Linked DNA regions of Mus musculus: all the other regions are linked to region 2. Evidence: chromatin contacts called from public promoter capture Hi-C data. All regions are on one chromosome and are shown on one strand. The core of a region is the stretch at or near the end of the contact, and the rest is flanking DNA. Distances in the headings are between cores, read along the strand shown.

What was found. Promoter capture Hi-C pulls out the DNA fragments that hold promoters and counts their contacts. Capture Hi-C pulls out chosen DNA fragments and counts their contacts.
Region 1: a contact with region 2 is called in a promoter capture Hi-C map of liver, with 4 times the contacts expected there. The contact joins the promoter of Celf1 here to the promoter of Arhgap1 in region 2. A contact is called at or near these places in 4 of 39 promoter capture datasets (the C10 cell line, liver, neutrophils and 1 more), 1 of 484 Hi-C or Micro-C datasets (embryonic stem cells), 2 of 115 datasets of contacts at active chromatin or transcription factors (astrocytes and embryonic stem cells) and 2 of 9 other capture datasets (adipose tissue and liver).
Region 3: a contact with region 2 is called in a promoter capture Hi-C map of liver, with 2.9 times the contacts expected there. The contact joins the promoter of Pex16 here to the promoter of Arhgap1 in region 2. A contact is called at or near these places in 6 of 39 promoter capture datasets (the 3T3-L1 cell line, the HPC-7 cell line, embryonic stem cells and 2 more), 2 of 484 Hi-C or Micro-C datasets (CD4 T cells and embryonic stem cells), 5 of 115 datasets of contacts at active chromatin or transcription factors (embryonic stem cells, extraembryonic endoderm stem cells, memory CD8 T cells and 2 more) and 2 of 9 other capture datasets (adipose tissue and liver).
Region 4: a contact with region 2 is called in a promoter capture Hi-C map of liver, with 5 times the contacts expected there. The contact joins the enhancer-like site here to the promoter of Arhgap1 in region 2. A contact is called at or near these places in 2 of 39 promoter capture datasets (both in liver) and 1 of 115 datasets of contacts at active chromatin or transcription factors (large pre-B cells).
Region 5: a promoter capture Hi-C map of erythroid cells shows a contact between it and region 2, with 18 times the contacts expected there. The contact joins the promoter of Nup160 here to the promoter of Arhgap1 in region 2. A contact is called at or near these places in 2 of 39 promoter capture datasets (erythroid cells and pre-B cells).

Annotation. Positions count from the first base shown.
Region 1 is chr2:90,938,973-90,941,672 of GRCm38.p6, forward strand. It overlaps Celf1 (CUGBP, Elav-like family member 1), which reads left to right and starts at 1,425. Exons shown (of 14, transcript NM_198683.2): 1 at 1,425-1,669.
Region 2 is chr2:91,648,798-91,651,497 of GRCm38.p6, forward strand. Arhgap1 (Rho GTPase activating protein 1) reads left to right here and starts at 1,321. Exons shown (of 14, transcript NM_001359970.1): 1 at 1,321-1,455. Zfp408 (zinc finger protein 408) reads right to left here and starts at 994. Exons shown (of 5, transcript NM_001347175.2): 1 at 907-994; 2 at 354-628. The coding sequence starts at 952.
Region 3 is chr2:92,373,941-92,376,640 of GRCm38.p6, forward strand. Pex16 (peroxisomal biogenesis factor 16) reads left to right here and starts at 1,299. Exons shown (of 11, transcript NM_145122.2): 1 at 1,299-1,735; 2 at 1,931-1,966; 3 at 2,687-2,700. The coding sequence starts at 1,624.
Region 4 is chr2:91,026,440-91,029,139 of GRCm38.p6, forward strand. No RefSeq gene overlaps it. Among named protein-coding and RNA genes, the nearest start is that of Gm13777, 3.5 kb to the right of the region's middle. Within about 2 kb of position 1,417, at least 20 of the 459 cell types and tissues checked have an H3K27ac peak or open chromatin away from gene starts, as enhancers often do. A contact at or near this core is called in liver, where this site is marked.
Region 5 is chr2:90,675,779-90,678,478 of GRCm38.p6, forward strand. Nup160 (nucleoporin 160) reads left to right here and starts at 1,437. Exons shown (of 37, transcript NM_021512.2): 1 at 1,437-1,692.

The DNA of each region.
Region 1 (2,700 bases), core at 175-2,674, 710 kb before region 2:
ACCAGCAGGACTAATTTTTTCTCCTAACAGTTATTTTTTTTGCCAAGAGTCTTATTCAAGAACTAGTTAAAAATACCAGTGTTCCATCTTTCATAACCACTCTAATTTTTCCTAACGTATCCATCTATATGCAACTAATTCAAGTTACATCTCTAACTCCATTCCCATCAATCAACAACAAGAAGGTAGAAAACCAATTTGAAAATTGGAACGAACAGGCCGGGTGTGGCGATACACGCCTTTAATCCCAGCATTTAGGGGAGGCAGAGGCAGGCGGATCACCAAGTGAGTTTGAGGTCAGTCTCAGTAACAAGAGGGAGTTCTAAGACAGCCAGAGCTACACAGAGAAACTCTCAAAAAAACAAAACAAACAAAAAAAAAAAAAAACAAAAAACAACCAAAGCTTTACAGTACAATTTAGGTAATTTGATAATGAACAACCTAGGGGCTAATTGTTTTGATCTACATGATTGTTTGTGCCTCTAGCACAGGGGAAAACTCTTGGCTGCTGCTTGGGGCAGGGGTGGGGGCTGCCTTAGTGAGTGTGGTAGGGTAGGGTAGGGTATAACCGGCATTTGTGGATATATATTTTGCTTTAGGAAGCTAAGTGATAAAGAGAAATAATTGCCAACTCATGAGTAATTTGTAAATTGATGGAGCCCTGACCTCCCAGAACTAAGTTTTCTCAATCTGCATTTCATTGTCTCACATTTCACTGACTTTGTGTAATAAACAACACACTTAATGCGTGAATCCAGCTAGATGCAGGTTAGGAATACCGAATCCTAAAAGGGGGTGCTGGATTCGTAAAAAGTGTTTTAATTGTTATTTTTTTTCCCAAGAAGAGTAGGTTTGGACTGGGTAGTCTCTTAATAGAATACTTAAGAGCTTTCTGGTGCCGCAGGGATTTTTGCCAGATTGCGCATGCATGCAGTTGAACATCTCTGTACAGGCACTTCCCTAACTCTGAAAGCTTGCAACACACATTCCATCAGAAGGAAGGCCTGGATACAGTTGTCTGTATGCTGATGTGCAAAAAGAAAGGGTGTGCCCTGCGTCCAGTGTTAGCCAAGCACCCATCATTCATTCATTCATTCATTCATTCATTCATTCATTCATTCATTCATTCGATATTTATTATGTGTATTTTTCATTGCCAAGCTGCGTTGCTTGCCCGCCAGAGGTGCAGCTAGTGCGGTGCGCAGAGGCAAGAACTTCAGATTCCCAGGCCGGGGTCTTCCCTCCAGTGCAGCTCTGAGACAAAGAGATGCACCCCTACAGCTCCCAGGGCTGAGGGCTCCGCCCGCGGCCCCCAGGGTTTCAGAGCGACTGCTCCTTCACTCCCCGGCCGGAGGGGGCGCTGCAGCGCCGGCCCTCCGCCCGCCCCTGCGCGGCGCTCGGCTCGGCTCGGCGCTGGCGGGCGGCGCCGCGGTGGTACGTTCCCCTTCGCCGCCCGCCCCCTCCGCGGCGGCCCTCCCCGCCGGTGGTAGGTGCCGGAAGTGCCGCCATTTTGGGGTGTTCTGCTCTGGCGGCAGCGGCAGCGGCAGAGGCGGCGGCGGCGGCGGGACGCGGAGGCTCCCCCGGGATTCGGCCTCAGCAGCGAGGCAGCGGCGGCTGCGGAGGAGCAAGGCAGCAGCTGAGGCAGCGGCGGGCTCAGGTGCAGCCGCTGGTGAGTGCGGCGGCCGCAGGATAACGGGCCGCGGGATGAAGGGAGGGAAAGAGAGGGAGGCTGGAGGGAGGCGCCGCGGGGCGGGTCAGGTTCGGGCGGCTACGGGTCACAGGGCCCTCCGGGTGCGGTCGCTCCCGCTTCCCCGCACCCCGGGGACCAGGCCGCGGACTGCTCGGGACTCGGGGGCCCATTCGCGTCCGCCCGGCGCGTGCCCCTGCTCCCAGGGAGACCCGCCCTCCTCGTGGCCTGGCCCCGGCTCCCTTGCCCTTTGCCTCCACTCTCCCGGCCCCGAGGGCTTGCTTCCTGCACCGCACCCGAGTCCTCCTCTCCGGGTCCGCTGGGCGAGATCGCGGCTGTCTACCCGAGACGCCGCTTCCCTGACCCTGTCGCCCCACGTGTTCTTCGTGCCCACCCCCGGGGGTGTCCTAGATTCCCGCCCCTAGAAGGCAGCGCTCCTCTCGATCCTCCGGAGCTCTTGCAGTTCTCGCCCTGGGGCCGCTTTGGCTCGCCCTACCCCCCACATCAGGTGCTCGCTCGCCCAGTCAAGGCCTAGTAGCAGGGCTCGAATCTCGCACCCAGGAGCGGGGACGGCTCTGGAGGGTGCCTTCTTCGCTAGGTCCCAGGCTTTGGATTTAAAGTCGGTAGTGGTGTCTCGGTTGTGGTGGTTCTGACAGGATGTTGTTTTAATTTTCTCCGACCATTGCATATGCTTTTTAAGGAGCTTCTCATTGGTTTAGAGACTGATTCCGGGGAGAAAGTGTGAGATTTTGGTCAGAGCTTGGTTTAGCACAACAGAATCTCTTTCTGGTGCTCAGAGTTAATGCTGTATATAAAAGCTGTTGAACAGTTTTAAAGAGCATAGACTCTGTTGATAATGTCTGCATTGTTAGGAGGTTACAAACACCCTTTGCACACACTTAAAAGGAACTTAACCTTTAAAAGATCTCTTCTCTGTCTTCTAGTCTCTGAGTTGAAGAGGTTTGAATTGCACTTTTTCACTTTTTCCAGTTTGTTTCTTTTTAGATCCTTAG
Region 2 (2,700 bases), core at 71-2,570:
TTGCATCGTGTCCTCTGGTCTTCCAAAGGATCTCGGTAACAGCCACAACTTTCTTTTACAGGTGAGTAATATTAGGTGTGTAATTTAGCTAACTAGTTAACAGGTTTGAATCTGATCCTGGTAACCTTAGCTTCTGACCTTTGTCTCTGCCAACACAGTAGGAATTCAGGTTCTCACAACTTCTTTGCATCTGCTTTAGTTACTGCTGCTTAGGTAGAGCAAGACAGCGCTGCAATGAAGGGACAATTATTTCTCGAGTTTGAAAATATCCTGCTTCTAACAAACTGGAAGAGCTGTCCGGAAATGTCTGAACCTCCCCCAAACTTTCAGACAGATGTCCGACTCCTCAATACCTCCTCGTGCGGTGTCTTCATTCCCTCGCCCTTCTCCAGGACGGACTCATCTTCCAGAGGTCCCCAATGCAGGCCGGGCTGCAGGGGTGCTCCTACACACCAGACCCCCAAGTGCTGATTCCTGGATCTCGAGGGGCCCACGGCCAAGCCCTGGGGGAGGCTCCTTAGAACAAGGATGGCAGGGCTCGTACCCGGCGGGCAGGCTTTGAGGCCCGGAGCAAAGCCTTTTCCGGAAGGGCTCCATCCTGAATCCTGGCCCAGGGGTGGCTCTGGGGCTGCAGGGAGACGGGAAGGCAGTAAAGGAGTGGTCCATGAAGGCGTGGGGTTGGGGAAAGAGAGGTACAGGGTCAGCTATGACCCAAGAGTCCGAGGGATTAGCAAGGTTCTAGTTAGTAGGGCCCTTGAATGGTTGGGAGGGAGTCTAGTCTCTTAGGGCACCGGAGCAGGATCCCAGGCTCAAGAGAAAAAGGGATGTAAGGGAATGCGCTGACTAGAAAAACGCTGTGGCCATCTAGTCCAGGGCTGAGGGTCGCAGACATCGCAGGTCACTCACGGTGCGGCTCTATTTTCCCCAAGATCACCTCCTCCACCTCCTTCATCGTGGGACAGAGATTCTCTCGCCACTCCCCTCTACCGGAAGTGAGCGTTTTTGTCCCGGTTCCTCCCGGAAACAGTCCTTGATTTTCAAATTTAAGCTCAAGGAAGAATCCGGGTGGTTAGGCATCATTGAAGGATGGACCTGGGAGTTTGGAAGTACTTGACAGATAAAACCCTGTCCGATGGGCGATACGAACCTAGGATTTCAGAGGCCCGCTAGTTTCCTGCATCTGGAAAAGCGGAACCCAACTCACTCACTTTAGGTAGCGGCGAGTCGGACAGCTCGGCTAATTAACCTCACATTTTGTCAGGTGATTGCCGGAAGTGGGCGGAGCACCAAGAAAGCCTTGTTTGGTCCGGGCAGCAAGCCGGAAGTAGGTAGAAGAAATGGCGGAAGTGGTTGGGGAGCTGGGGGCCCCCGAGGGGGCGGTTCCCATTCCCATCTCGGAGCCGGATGTTTGCCGAGCTTTGACAGGCGTGGCAGAGGAAGCATTGCCGGAACGAGGTGAGCTGCGGAGCGCGGGGTCTCTTTGGGCGTGGTGGTGGGGAAGAGCTGCTCTGGTCAACGGAAGGAATTGGGTCGGAAAGGGGAAAATCCGAGGCAGTGGGTCGGGAGTGGAATTGGGCCCGAGGGCCTGGGTCTCTTCGCTGCCGGGATTTTTCCCATTTCGGCGCCTGCAATGAGAAGACAGCCACTTTCTCTGACTTGTTCCTGCCCTCCCTCTGCAAGGCATAGGCCAAGCCAGAGCAAGCCGGTGGGAGGGAGGGAGAAGTCGTCCTGATCAGATCTGGCATAGCACTGAGAGCTAGAAATCAGGGGAAGTGATCCACCTTGTCACTTGATAGGCCGTGCTTTCATCTCACTTTCTTGTGAAACGAAATACACTCCATTCGTTGTTTGTTTTCGGACTCTATGCAAACATGATTATAGTTTAGAGTTGCAGCCTTGTAGGATTTGGGTTTTTCCAAAGTCACAAAACAGTCTGATTCCAGCACCAGCAAGTACTGTGACTTCAGTTTGCCCTGAGAAGTCTGGCTGCCCTTTCGTGGCGCCTCTTGGATCCCAGTGAACTTTGTGACCGACAGTCACTTAAGATCACTGTTGAGGGGGTTGACTTTAACCTAGAGAACACCTCAAACTGGAACTTGTGGGTTAAAATCCTGCGTCTGGGTTCTATGATCTGTAGCAGTTTGCTCCCTCCCTCCCTCCCCCCGCTTTTTGTTCAAACTGTAAAATGGTTTTTATAGCATATGCTGAACTACTAGTGCAGTTGTGAGGTGAATTTGTGCCCAGTTCATAGTACAAATATCCGTTTCCTTCTCCACTTATGAAATTCATTCATTCATTCATTCAGCTAATGACAGTCTGCTATGTGAAGACTCTGAATAAACTCTGGTGCTATGTGCATCACTCTGAATAAATTGCTTTGGTGTGTGTGTGTGCCCGCGCGCGCTCTCTTGTCGCGCATGTGCTGGAGAGACCCTGTGTATGCAGGCAAAGCGCTCTACCACTGAGCTATGGACTTAGCCCTTGAAATAGGTTCTTAAGCAATAACAGGGGGTTTGTGAAATCTTTAAAATGCATGCAAGGTTTCCATGGATCTGTTCATTTTTCCTAGTGAAAAAGTCCACAAACATCAAGAATTTCAGAGAGAGAGAGAATCACTGTTTTACAAAAGTCAAAGCCTTTGCCTGAAGTGATTTTTTTTTTAATTTAATTTGATTTATTTATTTTTTATTTTTCGAAACA
Region 3 (2,700 bases), core at 49-2,548, 730 kb after region 2:
GTGGTTGGCAACAATGGGAGCCTGGCTCCACATGGATCAAAGAAAGGGAAGGAAGTGGTGGCATGTTGGGACACTTCATTCCCTGTGCCTTAAATTCCTGGTGAGTGTGCTGCTTAAACCGCCTGGTTCTGGCTCAGGCTATTGGTTTTTCGAGACAGGGTTTCTCTGTGTACCTCTGGTTGTCCTGGAACTCACTTTGTAGACCAGGCTGGCCTCGAACTCAGAAATCTGCCTGCCTCTGCTTCCGCCTCCGCCTCCGAAGTGCTGGGATTAAGGTGTGTGCCACCACTGCCCGGTTAAACGAGCATTTCTTAACTCCTGAATCCATCTTTCCAGCTCTCTAATGAGAATTTTTATTAGTGTTTTATTAATTGTACAAAACAATGTGCTTTGTCTCTTGTGCTGGCACATGCCTTTAATCCCGGCACTTGGGAGGCAGACGTAGGCAGATCTCTATGCATTTGAGGCCAGCCAGGGGTTCACAGTGAGATCCTGTCTCAAAACATGCAAACTAAAATAATGAGCTTCATTATGACATTTTCGTACATGCACGTAATATAGTGGATGGGCGTAACGGCATATTCTGTCCTTGTCTAAAGATAATATCTGGTAGGGTATTAAATGTATTACAATTCTTTATATACCATAAATTCGCGGGCGGAGTCCGCAATGGCGCAGATTTGCCAAGCCCCCTCTTCCCACAGCCAATCAACTGCCTCCCAGGAACGGTTCCCTCCCTCCACTTCTGCAGCACCTTGACAGCATTGCAGCTCAGTTCATGAATGGAGCCATAGGAGTTTCCACCAACTCTTGGAGGCCAGCTTAGAACCTGGAAGTGCATCCAAGGGCCGGAAAACGCTGGGATTCATTCCGAGTTCAAGGTCCAAGTCGGGCCCAAATAATTTTGTAGATGAGGAAACCCGAGGTGCAGATCGGGGAAGCTAATGCGCAGGGTCGTCCCTAAACGGAGAGCAGAGGGATAGGCCAGGGTATTCTCCAAGGAGGGAGTCATCGGGTACGGGTTTTGGGGGTCCATGTGTTCTGAAGAAACTGGAGCCGAAGCCACTGTTCTAAATCTGCTGGTTAGGCTTGCCCCAGCAAAAACCCGGCACTGGCTTTTGTGAAAAACTCGAGACTGGCGGCTGCTGAGACCTATTTACGACAATTTCAAGGTTCCCTGTGCCTTAAATCCCAAACTCTTTGCTTCCCGACCCTCCCGTTCGAGCTCTCGGCGATCTTCTGAGAAAGTCTGAGGCTCCTTAGTACCTTCTCTAGTATGAACTGTTCAGCCTGCCCGCAAGTTGTAACTACGCAGGCGCCAAGACAGCCAACCAAGGAGGCTGCAGATCGGGTGCCAGAAGCTCTAGAGAGCTTCAGGGCGGAGAGAGAAGGAGCCAATGGCTGGAAGGAGGGAGGGTGGGAGCTCCCGGTCTCGGGGAGGAGGCGCTAGAGATGGGGTGAAGGGGCGTTCAGGGGCTCCGCGGGTCTAAGTCCTCCTGGGCTGCGGAAGTTGAGCAACCGGGAGGCGGGCTTAGGGCCGGAAGCAGGAAGGAGGGCTCAGGACGCAGGGCGCCGCTGCCAGCCTTGCTGTCGGCCGGTGGGACTGTCAGTGGCCAGAGCAGGATGGAGAAGCTACGGCTCCTGAGCCTCCGCTACCAGGAGTATGTGACTCGTCATCCAGCCGCCACGGCCCAGTTGGAGACGGCTGTGCGGGGCCTCAGTTACCTGCTGGCAGGTGCCACACTGACCTTTGACCCATTTCTTGGGGACTCTGACCCAGGAACCCTATGGCTCTTTGCCTGCTGACCCAGGGTAGTGGTCGCGGTGCTTCAGTTCTGTCTGGGTTCCTGTGGCGTAGAGGAAACTAGAGAACCCAAAGCCGCAGGGTAAAACAGACGCTCACCAACGCCTTCTATACCTTCTTCCCTAGGTCGCTTCTCCGATTCACACGAGCTGTCTGAACTGGGTAAGTTGGACTCTGGGCTGGGGAGGGAGAAGGCTTCCAGCGGAACCTTGATTGAAGGTCCTGAGCTTCCCTCTAGATCAGCTGTCCATCGCCCAAGACAGTTGGTGTCCCCAGAGTTGGGCGACCTGTGAGGGCTCTGACTGGCTTCTCACTCCTGGTTTTGCTTAGGATTAAGCAACTTTCCTGACCTTGCTAGTTCATCAGACCTATGAGTATGAGAAGGGCACTGTTGTTCTGTCTAGCTGAAGGAATACAAGTTCAGAAAAGTCCTTGATGTCAGGACCAGTGTTCAAGTGCCCCCACCTCCCTGCTGTAAGGGCTCTGTTTGCTTAGTGGGGGTAGTGAAGATCATGAAAGGATGAGGGGGATTTTGAAAGGTAGGTGTGATGTAGTCCTTCAGGGGGGACCATCTGAAGAGAGCAAAGATGAGTTGGTGGGACCACACATTTGGCTGTTTGGAACATGACAGGCAGTTTTGAGCAGCTCAGTAACCAGTGCTGTCCAGCAGAGCAAGGGCTGGCTTGTCACTCCAATCAGCTCATTTCTTACTGGCTCAGATGTCATCATGGAGAGAATGGGGCTCTGAGGTAGTGGGCGGAGAGGCTTGTTGGTTTCCACACAGTCTGTGGGTAGCTGTGATCGGTAGGGCTCTGGGGTAAGGGTGAGAGGGGTGAAGGCCACAGCAGGGCCGGCCTCTCAAGACCACAATCTGCTTCTCAGTGTACTCTGCCTCG
Region 4 (2,700 bases), core at 167-2,666, 620 kb before region 2:
ACAGCAGCTCCAGTCCCTCCCAGCACCTAGGACTGTGGGGAGATAGAAACTGACCTAGTTAGGGTTTTCATTGCTGTGAAGAGACACCATGACCAAGGCAACTCTTACAAAGGAAAACATTTGATTGGGACTGGCTTATAGAGGTTTAGTTCATAATCGTCATGGAAAGAAGCATGACAGCAGGCAGGCAGACATGGTGCTAGAGGAGCCAGGAGTTCTGCATCTTGATCTAAAGGTAGCAGGGAGGAGACTTATCTCTCACTGGCCAGACAGGAGCATTGAAACTTCAAAGCTCACCTCCTCAATGGCACTCTTCCTCCAACAAAGCTACACCTAACAATGCTATTTTCTCTAAGCCAAGCATTCAAACATATAATTCTATGGGAGCTGTCTTATTCCTGCACAAAATATGACCAAGAAGCAGGTTGGGGAGGAAAGGGTTTATTCAGTTTCCACTTCCACATTGCTGTTCCTCGCCAAAGGAAGTTAGGGCAAGAACTTGGAGGCAGGAGCTGATGCAGAGGCCATGGAGGGATGGTTGCTTACTGGATTGCTTCTCCTGGCTTGCTCAGCTTGCTTTCTTATAGAACCCAGGACCACAGCCCAGGGATGGCACTATTCACAAAGGGCTGGGCCCTCCCCCGTCTTCATCACTAATTGAGAAAATGCCTTACAGCTCAAGGAGGTATTTCCTAAAGGGAGGCTCCTTTCTCTATAATAACTCCAGCTTGTGTCAAGTTGACACACCGAATAAGCCATCACATTCAAACCATCACATTCCATTCCCTGTCTGCATAGGCATGTAGCCATACTATAATGCAGAATACATTTAGACCAACTTCAAAAGTCCCCATAGTCTATCACAGTGTCAATGTTTAAAGGTTCAACATGTCTTCTGAAATTAATCCCCTATAAAATAAAGCAGATCACATACTGCCAACATATACACAAACTATACATTACCGATCCAAATTGGAAGAACAGAAATGCAGTGAGGACCAAAGCAAGACCAAAACTCAGCTCGGCAAATCCCAAACTCCGCATTTCCATGTCTGATGGCAAAATGTTCTTCAGATCTCCAGCTCCCTTCAGCTTTGCTGACTACAGCACACTTGTTTTAAGCTGGTTTCACTTTCTGTTACCAACTTTCCTTTGGCAGGTGTCCCATGGCATCTCTAACCTCTTGGGATCTCCAAGGCAAACTGAAGAAATACAGTTTTTAGCTTGGCTAATGTGCACCAAAGCTGTCTGCAGAAGCTTTTCCCTACCCCCTGCTGCTTGAAGAATTTTCCCTTTCCCTGCCAATGTAAGCAAGTTCAATAGTTCAATACCACCCGGCCCCTTCCCCATCTGAGAGGACTAAGAAGTCATGGTGACCATAGCTGCCGGAGCAAGATTAGCTGTTCTCAAAAATTAACTATAACACAGATAACAGTTCTTGGAAAGCCTGCCTCAGTTTGAATTCCGAGATAAACCACATACTGCCTTAACCTTGCTGACAAAGTTTTCTGGCACATTAATAGCTGACCCGTAAGTTCAAAATGTACTATTGCTTTGTTGACCAAATCATAATAACCCACCTTGGGGACAAGCAAAGTGAGTCACTAGACCAGAGGTAGTTACTGTGCGAACCAACCAATGCCTGAAAAGGTTACTTGCTACACCAATTCTTGCTACACCAATTAGAATAAGACAGCTACCCTGTTGCTCATATCTGCCCCTTACAAAAGTATAAAAAGTGTGCTCTTTCTTTGTTCTTGGTCTCGCCTCTGACCTGCGAGCTGGGAGGGGAGTCCCCAACATGTTGGATCAATAAAAATAATGATGCAGTTTGCAGCCATGGCGGTCTCCATGGTCTTTGTGAGTGAGGGTCTTTTGACAAACTCCAACAAAACCAAGCTTCACTTTCACAGCTTCACACAATGACTTTTCTGTTCCTCCATGTACCCCTGTCATATGCCTGACTTCAATAGCTTTTGTTTGTTGCAGAGGGAGGTTTTATAACCCCTTTCACACAATGACCTCTCTGCTCCTCAATTTAGAGACATCCCTGAAACATTCTATCCTTGATTCTAAAGCCAGAACCTTGTGGCCAAAGCTGCCAAGTTCTGCTTGTTGGGGCTGGAACATGGCCCCCTTGTTCTGTGACATCACCAGCTTTCTGTTTTTGATTTTTTTTTTTCTTCCTGCCTTTGCTTGGCTGTCCTGAAACTTGCTCTGTAGACAAGCATAGTCTTGATCTTAGAGGTTCTGCCTGCCTCTTCCTCTCAAGTGCTGGGATTAAAAGCGTGCAACACCTTGCCTGGACCTAAACTTTGCTTTAATTCCTTTTCACATTATGAAAGCTTACTAGCTGGGGTCTTGCTCCGAGGTCACCACTCCCTTAATTTCATTGAATACCTTTACTCTGATCATCTCCTTGAACTCAAGGTTTAGCTCCATTCCACTTCCAGTGCCCCTTTAATCCTTGAACTAGACATTGTATTTTTCTTGCTCAGTTTGCTGTTTCATCAAACTGCTTTCATAAGAGTTAACATTAGGAGCGGGTGAGATGCCTTAGTGGTTAAGAGCACTAGCTGTTCTTTCAGGGGTGCTGAGTTCAATTCCCAGCAACCACATGGTGGCTCACAACCATCTATCTATAAGGAGATTTGATGCCCTCTTCTAGCCTGCTGCAGCAGAGCACTCATACATTAAATT
Region 5 (2,700 bases), core at 187-2,686, 970 kb before region 2:
TTGGGTGGTGGAGAAACACCTTTAATCCAGCACTCGGGAGGCAGCAGGCAGGTGGATTTCTGAGTTCGAGGCCAGCCTGGTCTACTGAGGGAGTTACAGAACAGCCAGGGCTACACAGAGAAACCCTGTCTCGAAACACAAGAAAGACAAGGTATCTGGCTGCTTAGCCTATTTTGGGGGATCATTATAACCCAGTGCCCAACATGCAATCAAGACTGAAAAAATAAGTGTGGGACAAACCAATATGCTTCCAGGAACTGGAAAGCTACTTACTATGATTAATAGAACAGCATGAAGATAAAAACCAATATTTAAAAATCTAGAGAAATAGAAAAAAATAATAAGCCCTTTGCACTGTGGCTAGATCTCAAGTCATTGCTATTATCACTTTTGAAAGTCACTGGCCAAATGACAGGAAACCACATTCCTGGAACCCCCGAAATAAAGTAATTACATTGAAAGTGCTCACTGAAAAATAACACTAATTTCCACTGAAAGAAATTATTCCACTGAATAATTCAATAATTTCCATCGAATTACCACCCAAAAAAAGTCACTAAGTTCGGGCAATGTAAAGTGTTACTGTTAACTTACTGCAATTCACCTTGAATTTACTGTAACATGAACCAAAGGTCAAAGACAGCTTGAAGCTTGGAAAACATCACATCTCAAGTTCTATTCAGCCATAAACAAGAAGAAAATCATATCGTTTGAATGAAAATGGTTACGTTGGGGATCATCATTATTATTAATAAAGGAAGGCACAAAAATGCAAAATCTAGATTTAAATATATGTATACATGACATAAAAGGGGAGGGGAGGACTATTATTTGGGAAGAGGAAGGGGAACAGTAAGAGGGAAAGGGAGGACAAGATTTGCTAACAGGTGAATGTGAACAAAGTAGGCTAAAGTACATGTATGAAAATGTCATATGATGTCCATCATTTGTAAAATGAATAATAACATTAATAAAAAAGCAAACACACACTCTAATAAAATCTTCTGCCTACGTCTGTGAGACAGGGTTTGATGTAACCTAGGCAGGCCTCACACTTACTATGTTGCTGAGACTAGCCTAGAATGCCTCCACCCTCCAAGCACCCAGGATGACAGGTGTGGGCCACTATTCCCAGCTTCATCATGGACCCCCCATCACCCTCCTTTGCCCTTCTTCCCAACTAGTTCCTCTTCCACTTTCATGTCTTTTCTATCTGTGACCCACTGGGTTTAATTAGAGTTGCTTGAATGAGCATGGGAGGGAGTCTTATTTATAGGAGCACCGGCAACTAACCAGCAAATACACCACTGGAGAAAATTACTCCTCCCTCACAGCAGCCACTGACTTTACCTACGGCTCCTCGGGGAGCGATGGGGCCTCAAAGTCCAACCCCCACCACGGAATGTTGACAGGCCCTGTCTTTTGTGTAGGTAACCACAGTTATGATCTCACGAGAGCAGCCACCATGCTGTGTCCAGGAGGCAGTGTCGTTACAGCACACCTTCCCGTTCATCTTGCATTCTTTCTGCCTTGATAGAGATTTTGAATATGTGGGGGAAATGACACTAACAACAAGTTCCCCAAAACATATCTCATTCACCTAGACCAGGCTGGCCTTAAATTCAGAGATCTACCTGCATTTGCCTCCTGTGTGCTGGGGTTCAAGATGTGTGCCACCAAGCCGCACAACAGGTAATCTTTTAAAAAAATATTTTTTAAATTGTGTGTGTGTGTGTGTGTGTGTGTGTGTGTGTGTGTGAGCTTCCCTCTCAAAAAAAAAGTCTCTGAAGCAGAGATTTACACACAGGAAGGAGCACACAGTGTGCTCACAGAACAGCATTGCTAGGGGAGTGAAGAAAGCAGGATTAGGCAGAGAAAACTGAACTGAAATTGACCAGGATGGACCTAGATGGAAGCAAGGGACCAGGACCTTAGGCTTCATCTTGATCCACTGAGATGCATCCACTGAGTGCAGACATAACTCCCTTTTTGCCAAGTACAGAAGGACAGGGGTTAGCAGGGCTCTAGGGGAGACTTTATCTTAGTGAGATTTAGAGGAGTAATTTAGTAAAAATGGAAAAATTAAAGATGCTAAAATGAGGAATAGACCGAAGGTCAAGGTAGGGAGGGTGTCTCTCTATAAGTTCAGACACAGTTCAATGTACAGAAACAGAAGCATAAGGCTATAATTGCTGGTAGGAAAATATGGTTGCAGGGCAAGTTGTCTTCTTTTGTGAGGAATGGGGACGTCAAGACAGTTTCTGTTGCCCTGGTTGTCCTGGAACTCACTCTGTAATGCAGGCTGGCCTTTAACTCACAGAAACCCACCTACCTCTGCCTCCTGAGTGCTGGGATTAAAAGCTGCTTTTTGTTTGATTTGAGCCAGGGTTTTAGGCAGCCTCAGGCTGGCCTTGATCTTGACATAAATTGGAGGATAATCTTGAACTCCTGATCTACTTGCTTCCAAAAGCTGCTGTCAGTGTGCCACTATGCCCACTCGGCCGACTTCAGAGTAAGCTAAGAATGAGTGGGGGTGAGGGCTGGAGACATGGCTCAGCGGTTAAGAGCACCGACTGCTCTTCCCAAGGTCCTGAGTTCAAATCCCAGCAACCACATGGTGGCTCACAACCATCCGTAATGAAATCTAGCGCCCTCTTCTGGTGCATCTGAAGAGAGGTGTGGGCAGTGACAATCACGAAA